Regions from separate parts of the Columba livia genome. Here region 1 is linked to region 2. Evidence: chromatin contacts called from public Hi-C data. All regions are on one chromosome and are shown on one strand. The core of a region is the stretch at or near the end of the contact, and the rest is flanking DNA. Distances in the headings are between cores, read along the strand shown.

Region 1 (4,607 bases), core at 1,264-3,763, 72 kb after region 2:
TTTCCAGTTTCATATTCCCACAATATGTTTGCTGACAGCAGTTGGGCTCTTTGACAAAAGACAGGGCATTTTTCCCAACAATGTATATTTGCTTCGTTCTGGTGCATTACAGGGGAAGGGTTCAGGCCGCATGAGCTGTCACCAATAACGGGACTGGAAAACTAAATGTAATTTATTTAGTATAAATTAAATGTTTTTACTAAGTGTTCTTTGTTCCGAATATTATCACTTCAGCATTCAGCTTTTTATGAAGAGAGCTGTGAGAAAGGTTGAGCCCTGTTTTGAAAGGATTTTTACCTTTAGCATCGTTCTGAGTCAGAGCCCAAACCCCAATGCGTACGGTTCTGAGGATGGTAAAAAGCTGCTCCCCCCAGTCCCAGGCACTTCAAAACTTTTCCTTTCGACTTGCGTTATGTGTTAGAACAGAATAAAAGCAAAACCAATTCTTGAAAGCATATGTTGCTTCAAAATCAATCTGAAATGTTACACCTCAAATAACTCTGGATGCAGTATTTTGACATTGCTGCACCTTATTTCTTTCTCCCACCCTTCAAATAATCCCTTCAAATTCATATTGGTTTCACAAAGCACTTTGATCTCAACAGAAACAAAACAATCAGAAAGCAAAGCTAAGTCCGTAATATCTGGAGAGCCACGGGTGCGACGCATTTTATGAGAGAATTTTGGTTTATATTTTTCTGGTTATAGTGCAAGTTTCACTATCGGAAGAGTATTGGACGGTGTAAGCGGCACGAATAGTTTCACCCCCTAGCAGCAAACCTGTTGGAACCCTGCATCGCTCAGAAATGACGAGGAGAACAGAGTGGGGAGGACGGGAAACCCACCTGGTGCTTTGGAGCCTGCTGGGCAGGTCCCGGCCAGACGTGGTCCCGGCCACAGCACCTGCGGGGATGAGCCAGGTCAGCATCGACGGGTCCGCCCGCCCTGGGGACCAGGACCCGCTGGCACCACGTGTGGCGGCGAGCGGGGAAATGGACCTTCTAACAGGAGCAACCTGACCCCACGAACAACTCACTGTGCCCTTATCCATCTGCTGCGGCAGATAGAATCATAGGATGTTAGGGACTGGAAGGGACCTGGGAAGCTCATCCAGTGCAATCCCCCCATGGAGCAGGAACACCCAGATGAGGTTACACAGGAAGGTGTCCAGGCGGGTTGGAATGTCTGCAGAGAAGGAGACTCCACAACCCCCTGGGCAGATCACCCACCCGCTGGGGTAAATCCTCTGCCTCTCACATGGAAAAATCAACAAGTGTCTCTCTAAACCACACCTAATTTAAACAGAAGCAATTTAAGGTGGCTGTCCCGCCTGCCATATTGTACCTCATCCCTGATCTCACATTTCCCTCCGGGGCAACTTGTCCTATGAACAGAGATCGCAAGCTTTACTCCTAAAAAGAATCAACGTCTTACTATTACTTTCATTTTCTGCAGCAACTGGAATTATTATTTCAACGTATTTTAGACACAACAAACGAAATACCTCCAGGTTTATCTGAAGGAAGGAAACCCTGCGGGCTGCCCTCCGCTCCGCTGCGGCGCTGGCTCAGAGGCTGCAGCTCCTCTGGGGTGTGAAGCTGCCCCTCCTGTTGTACCGATAACAGCTTTATGGCACGGGCGTTGTTCTGCTTCGCCGGTGCCCTGTTTTCACAAGGTATTTGATGAACAGCCTTTCAAACGCAAAAATACGGGCTGAGATCAGGAAGGCGAATGACCTTTCTGATTGCATGTTCGCATAGCTACCCTGATTTTCCTCGTTAACATATAAGGATCCCTTTTTTGTTAACACGCTTTCTTTAATAGGCTTTTTTATTGTATTGAAGAATGTAGAGGAAAACAGAAAAAACCAGTCCCATTGTTCTCCCACATGTTTGTTTTCACTACAAGCACTAAGAGGAAAAGCCCTTGACAAAAACAGGATACAGCAGAGTCCTCTGCACCGTGTCCCCCCCGCACCCGCCGTCCAGAGTCCACAGACAGTCATAAGTAAATGAGAAACATCAGTGGGAGTTTAATTATCCACTTGAAAGGGAGTAGCACCGAGTCCCTGCTCAATAAACGCCACCAGCCCAGGCAGGTTCTGTTCCTCTTGGATATGACACCCTCTGCCTACGGGCGTTTTCCCTGCGACCTCAGTCATGGACAAGGAGGGACAGACAGACAGACGGGGACGAACCCACTGTCACATGCGGGTGTCGAGCCAACCAGGCGCATGGCAAAAGCCATCCAGCATCCCTTCCCAGCTGTCCTAAGAGATGAAACACCAGGAACCCATCGATGTCACCTCCATCAGATGCTCCCTGGCCCCAGGAGGTGTCCCCAAAGTCCCTATCACCTCACCGAGCCGCAGCAGCCTGGCTCTGGGTGCCCATGAGCAGGGCTCCCCACTGCATTCCCACTAATGGCTTTTTGGAGCCCCTCTCTTAACGCACCCCCAGCCTCCTCTCGCCCCTCCTGTTGTTGTTTCTTCTGCCCGGTTTTCGGGTGCTGAGGGGTCCCCAGCGGTGCCGCAGCCCCTGGGGAAGGCGCCAGGGCAGGGGCACTCGCAGGCTGCGCTCGCTGCAAAGCACATTCCTGCGGGAGTTGTTAAGAACACGGTAAAAATTGCTGTTTTCTTTCTCCGCACACATCAGCATTTGGAGGCGTTCACGCTTCCGAAGAATAACACTGACTTGTTCTCCGCGATAGGAAGAATAAATCAAGCGCAGTTACCAGACCTGCATTTCTGCAATCAAGAGCCACATCTCTGGCCAGCAAGTACCTTGAGGGAATCAGGTTGTAGCGACTGCAAGGCCAGTAAAGAGCAATTTGAGCTTTTCCGACTCAGAAACACGGTGATTGCAAATCCATTCACCGGGTCAGGAACTGCCTCCCAGCAGCCGTCCGCCCGGCAGCCTCCTGCGCACACCGGCCCGAGACATCCCCGCTTAAAAAAGAGTCCCAGAGCTTAAGGAAACATGTTTTCTAGTTTCTTTCTAAGGAAAATCATGTAGGGTTGAGGGTATTCATGGGGCAAGTGGAGCAATATACTGCTTCAGCTTTAATTTTATAGGGAAGCGATTCTCCTTGTTTTCCTTTGAACTAACTGTAATCCTCGTTTCCTTGCCAGAAATTATCACAACTTGTGATTCAGCCTCGATTTCTGATCCAGAGGAATTATTAATATCGTGTAAAATGATTACATTTTACAACGTAAACAATAAAATAAATGTTTATGCAAATCCTTAGGTAGGACTACACCACTTTAACACTGCAAAATAAACACCCGAATCCCTGATGCAGTGTCTTTGAACCAGGGAGTGGTTGCTATCACTCAATAAACCAAAGAGCCAGGGAGACAACACAGACTTAGCACAGCAGCCTATACCTGATATTGCTTAGAATCAGACTATGGGGATTTCAGCTCTATGTAAAAAAAAAAGAAGAAAAAGAAATAAGAAGAAAAAGAAACACAACCCACACCAATTTCCACTTACACCGAGAAGACCTTTTGTTCTTTTGAAACTGTAAAGTGACATCCCATAGTTTATGCACTTTTTGGTAAATAGCTGTTCGTCATCAAGAGACAGGATTAAAGAATATGGGCATCATATGGAAGAAATAAACCCACAAATCATCCCTTGCGGGGTGCAAGGAGTTCGGTTACTAACCCATGTTGTTCCCGAAGCCTCAGGACCCATGAGCGTCCCACAAAGCAAGAAATCGCCCTTCCCCGGCGTTACCAGGACCAGCTGGTTTGAGCAACCGCTTTTCCAAAAGTGGATCAGGGCCAACCCTCCCCAACCTCCATCCCCCGGACCATCGCCCCATCGCCCCCTGCCACCACCCGGGGGCCCGCGGGGTCCCCAGCCCTGTCACCCCTCGCACCTACCGGCTGCTGCTCCTGCCGCCCGACCGACCGATGGATGGAACTGCCGGGCTGGGCTGGGGAGCTGCAATGTCCCAGCAGCGGGAGGTCACCAGGCTGCTGGTTTGATCTTCAGTGCGTTTTCCATCTGAAAACTTTAACTCCTTCACGCCCTGGAAGGTGAAGCATCGGCAGCTGTGCCGTGGTGCTCATCCCTGCCTGGGGACACTGGCACAGCCTTGTGCCAGGATGGGGACATTGGCAAACCCTTGTGCCAGGCTGGGGACGTTGGCACACGCTCGTGCCAGGCTGCTGAAGGTGAGGACACGCACCTGAGCCAAACTGGGATGTGGAGGGGGTCGGTGTGGGTGGTTTTGCTCCAAGACTTGGGGGTGAGTTCTTCTTCTGAACAACTTAAACCCCTCGAGCCCTGTCCCAAAACCTCCCGCATTCCCACACATTCCTGTGGCTGCCGAATCCCCACTGGAGACCCTGGGGCTTATGCCTGGGAAGGGGAAAACCTTTGACAGCATTTTTTTGTTTTTCCCTTTCTCACCAAACCCTTGGGAAACTGCACGGGTGGAAATGGCTTCTGCAAGAGGAGAAACCAAGAGCTGCCCTAAAACCTCCTGGAGCTGCTGCCAGGAGCCCCCAGCCAGCCCTGCCTGGCCGTGCCGGTCCCGGGCACCCACCTCCTCCTTGCTCTGACCAGAGGGTGTTCCTGGGGACGGGGACAGGG
Region 2 (5,319 bases), core at 1,694-4,193:
GGGGCTTTAATGCTGGCGGTAAGGAGGCTGAGATCGGTCTCGTTGATGTCCAACAAAAAGTCAGCAGCTGAACCAAGCTTAACCTGGGACCGCCTTCTGTTATCATCTGTATATATATATATAAAGAGAAACGAGCCAGGAAATATTACAGGGTTAGGTGCAGAAAAAGTCTAAGCACTCCATGTTCCTGCCACAAAGCAGGTCCCCCATGCCATTAGAGGTTAATTTTCATTACGAAGTGCTTCCAGAAGTCTGAACTTCATACCTGTGATCTTGGCCGTGAAGGGGCTGCCCGGAATGTGCTTGTCATTGTACTTCACCAGGATGCTGTAGTTCCCAGGCAGAGTAGGCAGGTACGTGACCGTGCACGTCCCGTCTTTGTTATCGATGCAGCTGATCTCTGCTTTAGAAGGTCCTTCAATAGCCAAGTCCAGCCCACCTGGGAAACCAGGGAAACAGCACTTCTGTGAATCTTTATGCACACCAAGTCCAAAGTGGAAGATCCAGTACTTGGTACTGAAAACGCAGCTTAGATGCCATTTTCTCAAAGGAGAGCAGCAAAAAGAGCTCAGCCCAATCCATTAAGACCTGAACTCTCTTCAGTCTGTTAGATTTAACTAACAGTGATTCCACATCCAGTCATCACCCACCAGATCTAAGCTGCCTTCAGTTTATTTTTAATTAAACAAGTAATTTGCACCCCATACTACAAGACACATCTACTGCTCTCAGGAAAACATAATAAAACCATTTTTACTGCAAGTTATCACACCAGAGATTCATAGTTGTATAGACGAATGCAAACTAACGCCAACGCGCATTACACTCACAAGAAGATCCTAGTTTAGGGTTAGGGTGGGTTTAAAGAACAGACTTACCCTCTCCTGCATCTTCCGTGACGATGGTGAAAGTTGCTGGTTTATTGGCAACTCCATAAATGAGGCCGGGCCCGTAAGCAGACACACTGCCGCTGTTCGGGTAATTCACATAGAACTGCAGAGGGCTCTCTAAAGAGGAAGACAAAAATAAAAGGCACTTTTAAGGATAAGTGGCCTGGATTACAAGAACAAAACAGACATCAAGCTGCTCCAGCCCAATGGGATCTTATTCCTATGCCTTCTCCAATGCCATTCTCACTACTTGATATCTGAAGAACTTCTAATGCACTTAAAAAACCAAATAAGCCTCCCCTTTCATCTTCAAAAGATACTTCTCTGCAATTTGTTCCATATTCAGTCATGACAAAGCGTTACTCAAATTACCAGAGATAAGCTTCAATGATGTTGTAAAGGGCCTTATTCACTACAAGTTTATATTTAGCACACCAAACCAGAACATGACTCAGAAGCAGGCTTTCGGTTCAGGCACAGAGCCCGAATTTTGGTAGCTCGGAATTAGGAAATAGCACAGCACATTGTCTGACTCGATGAACACGAAGCAGCAAACTTGAAGGGTGTCCAAAACCATATTTGCCAGCCTCAGATTAGCTAAACTGGTGCACAAGAACAAAAAGTACAGTCACCAACGGCCAATAATGGTTTCAAAAAAAGGCACAGAGAGCAATTAAGTCCAAAGCCAGATCTTCCAGCTGAGACAGTAGCAAGTTTGCTTCATGATAGTCTTCAAAAAGGAAATATTAAAGCACATCATCCTTCTGTCCAGGTGCAGGGGAATGGTCTTGCTGAACCGATATATCCAACAGTTTGGCACTAGAAGTGCTGGAGCCAAACAAAGTGCTGAAGATACTGAAGTAGCGGGTTTTTTTGCCCCAGTGCAGAGAAGAGGAAGAGAAGGAAAAGGATTAAAGGCCACGGTTTCTGTTTGTTAAGAAGCAGCCAGGAGGAAAGAAAGATTACAGCATAGTGTGCATGTGTTTTATTTTATTGCAACAAGATGGAAAGAGTAACTATAGTGTTTTAGCCACCTCATCCTCCCCACAGATCGAAGGTTTTATGCCAATGCAGTTTTAAGGATAAACATATACTGTAACCACTAGTTTTGTTGAGCACCATGGCAGTAAATGTCAACCTGAAAAAAAATAGTAGTTTGAAAATTGTATGTTTCTTCTTCATAATAAAACACCACAAAAGCTGGTTTCCAAAACCAAAATCCATTTTAAGCCTGGCTGGTACTATTAAACCACAATGGAAGCTCACATGTGCTGGCACTTACTCCTTTTGCTTTAGTTTCTCTCTGACCGCACGCAGATGAACTGCTGCTGAGCAGCAAGACGTCCGGGGCAGTTCTTACTGCAGCGTATAGAACCAAGCTATAGGAACCTGAACAGGGAGCAGATGCGGCAGCGGGACACTACGCTCCAATTCACGTTGCCTGCTTTGTAAGACTCACCTGGGATGTGCTTTCCCATGTATTTTATGTGCATTTCATGCAGCCCGACCTCAGTAGGAGCGTATCTCACTGTTACCGTGCCGTCTTTGTTATCCACAATATCAGGCGTATCCGTCTTCCCAGAGGGCATGTGTACTTCACCTACAAAAAGGCGCCGTGGGAGTTACAGAAGGAGAAGCCGCCCGCTTCCCCTCTCCCACCCACAAAGAATCGTCTAGCCCTTTTAAACAAGCCTTTTAAATTGTTAAATTCCTTACCCACAGGCACAAATAGGAGACGAATGGAAACACTAACCAGACGTGTTTTCTGCTTAAGCTACATGAATGCAAGGGGGTGGTAGACATCTGGCAAACAGTCCTGCGCCCTTACAAACTCTCGAGGCAGAGCTGTTTGCTGCAGCCACCGCGATTCCCATAGCAAGGCCCAGGAAAGGCACCGATCTACCTCCCTGCAGGATGCACCCTCTCCTGCGGCTCTTTGCTAAAGGAAAAGTCAACTGAGCCTTCAGCAGGGCTGGAGCAGGGCTGGGGTGGGATTGCTGAGCCAGGGGCAGGAGGGGACATGTGTGTGCAGGAGCTCGGTGCCACCGCGCTGTTGCTGGGGGATTAAACCGTGTTGCAGCATCTGCACAAAATAAATAATGGAGCTTATCAAGGATGCACGTAGCTGCCGCAGAAGGGAAGAACCAACGGTTCTTGCAGTGCAACAGCTCCCAGCTTAGCGCTAAGCACCAAGAATTGCCTCATTTAACTCCAAGCATCGGCGGGGCGTATCCTGCTCATCCTCAGCGGGTGCCACTTGATGTGAAATTAAACAACTAAGTTGCTGGCAGGATACAATCCTCCCACACACACTGTGGTCCAGACCACCCAGGCTCTTTGCTTCAAATGGATAAACACGCTAACAAAAAGCAAAACCTCCCCGAGAGGCCACGCATACTCCAGGTACCTGTTATTTCTCCTTTCCTCACGGCAAAAGGAATAACCATATCAAAGGGCCGGAATCCCATGCCGTTCATGTCTCCAACTGGGACGTAAGCTTCTTCTGTGACCTAAAGGAAGCAAAAGGATGGGACATATCAAAAAGACATGGTAAGACCCAAAGGAGCACCGAGCAACTCCATGGTGAGCAGAAGCAGCGAGGAGCGTGGGGTGATTATCGCAGCCGGCCAAGGACTGGGCTCAACCCGAGCCGCGCTGGCCAAGCTCTCCTTCCTAACACCACCACACCGCAGAGCAGAGCGAATCAAACACGGTGCCAACAGAAGACATGCTGGAAAAAAGTTTAAAAAAGAGATAAAAATGGAACACAAAGGGATGGAAGACAATGTAGCGCACGCAAGACCCAAAGTGGCTCCGTCTGAAAGGATTTAGTTGCTTAAGGCCTGGAAGAGAAAGTGATTCTTGAATGGGGCAGAGTGATTGCAACACAAAATGGACAAAAGAAACGAGATTCACAATGCGACTCTGGACTCAAGACACTGCGCTATTTTACTGGGAAAACAAAGCGGTGCACTCAAGTTGCTTTTGCCAGCAGTAGACATTGCAGAAATAAAAGCTGTAGGTGTAATGATCCTCTTCATGTTTAAATGAGAATTAATTTGGAGACTGCCTTCAAGCAGCAAAGAAAAAAAACAAGGTCTGGATCTCAAGAACAATTGATCAAACAGAAAGAATGAACACAATGACCAGAGCGATTCAAGCAGTCCCAAGAAGCAGGCTGTCATCTGAAATGGAACACAGATGGGGGGAAAACAGCTCAAAAAATGTAAAAATTGTGTACCCAAGGGCGGAATCCGGGGGGGGAGGCGCCCAGTGGCTCCTGCGACCGCACGGCGGCATCATCCGCATCTACAGCCTGGGCAGGGTAAAGGCAGGTTTAGGTGTTATTCTGGTGTGGAGACGTTCCCACCTTTCCCAGTACAGAACACGTGTCTCCTTCCAGCTGCTCAACATGCCCTCCCCTGTGCAGCCCTCCCTGCCCTCCCACCAACACGAGGACCTGGATCCAGCCCAGGGAGCTGGGAACTGCCTGTGTCCCCAGGCACAGGTTACCAGTGGCACGGCCATGGGACAAAGGCAGGATGTGCCGTTGTTGGGAACTTGGGAGGGAATCACAGAACAGTTTGTGTCGAAGGCACCTTCCCAGCTTCCCCAGTGCCCCCCCTGCCATGAGCAGGGACATCTTCACCAGCTCAGGTTGCTCAGAGCCCCGTCCAGCCTGGCCTGGGATGTCTCCAGGGATGGTTCATCCACCACCTCTCTGGCCAACCTGGGCCAGGCTCTCACCACGCTCAGAGCAACAATTTCTTCCTCATGTCCAGCCTGAATCTCCCTCCTTTACTTTAAAACTGCTGGAAAGCAGCATCTAAACACTGGTGGAACTGAATTTCAGAGTCTCTTTTTTATGGGATTGGCATGGAGGAGAAGTGAGAGGTTTAAACCCAAGATGCAAGTCCCCGAGCACCATGTGAGCTGGGGACAGGACAGCGTGTCACCACCACGGGACGGCAGCTCCTGGCTCCTGCCTTTGGGTGAACGACCCAGCCCCAGCCCATGTCCAGCCATCGCTGCAAAGCTGTTTTCCTGATTCATCGCTAAGACAGCATTGTCAAGACACCAAATGTGCTTTCCCCTGGGCACAGCCTCCCTTCCCACCAGACATGCCAAGGATGACTTGCACATTCCCGTCCCCCCCACTTAAGGCACCCAGAGCAGACGGGGCTCCCACCCATCCACCCCCGGGGCTCGGCCACCCCGGCTCCTCTGCCCATGAACACCACTGCAAACCACCCCAACAAAACAACCCTTCTGCACGGAAACTTCTGCGTAGAAAGACTCCACTGCAGAAAACCAACGCAATGCAGAAATATTGCTGTTTCCCTGTTCTCCAACCCCAATGAAGACACCCAAGTCAAACACATTCTGCATCAGTCAGTTGGGAACTGGGAATTTTGGCTGGTCAGGAACA

The links. Hi-C and Micro-C count contacts between places; a contact is called where the count stands out from the background.
Region 1: a contact with region 2 is called in a Hi-C map of crop, with 1.9 times the contacts expected there. The contact joins two enhancer-like sites. A contact is called at or near these places in 2 of 2 Hi-C or Micro-C datasets (crop and liver).

What each region holds. Positions count from the first base shown.
Region 1 is chr10:21,190,843-21,195,449 of bColLiv1.pat.W.v2, forward strand. No RefSeq gene overlaps it. Among named protein-coding and RNA genes, the nearest start is that of FLNB, 14 kb to the left of the region's middle. Within about 2 kb of position 2,514, at least 2 of the 3 cell types and tissues checked have an H3K27ac peak away from gene starts, as active enhancers do.
Region 2 is chr10:21,117,943-21,123,261 of bColLiv1.pat.W.v2, forward strand. FLNB (filamin B) reads right to left here. Exons shown (of 47, transcript XM_065075719.1): 31 at 4,132-4,206; 32 at 3,298-3,400; 33 at 2,350-2,490; 34 at 879-1,007; 35 at 266-439; 36 at 1-106. Among named protein-coding and RNA genes, the nearest start is that of DNASE1L3, 27 kb to the left of the region's middle. Within about 2 kb of position 2,944, at least 2 of the 3 cell types and tissues checked have an H3K27ac peak away from gene starts, as active enhancers do.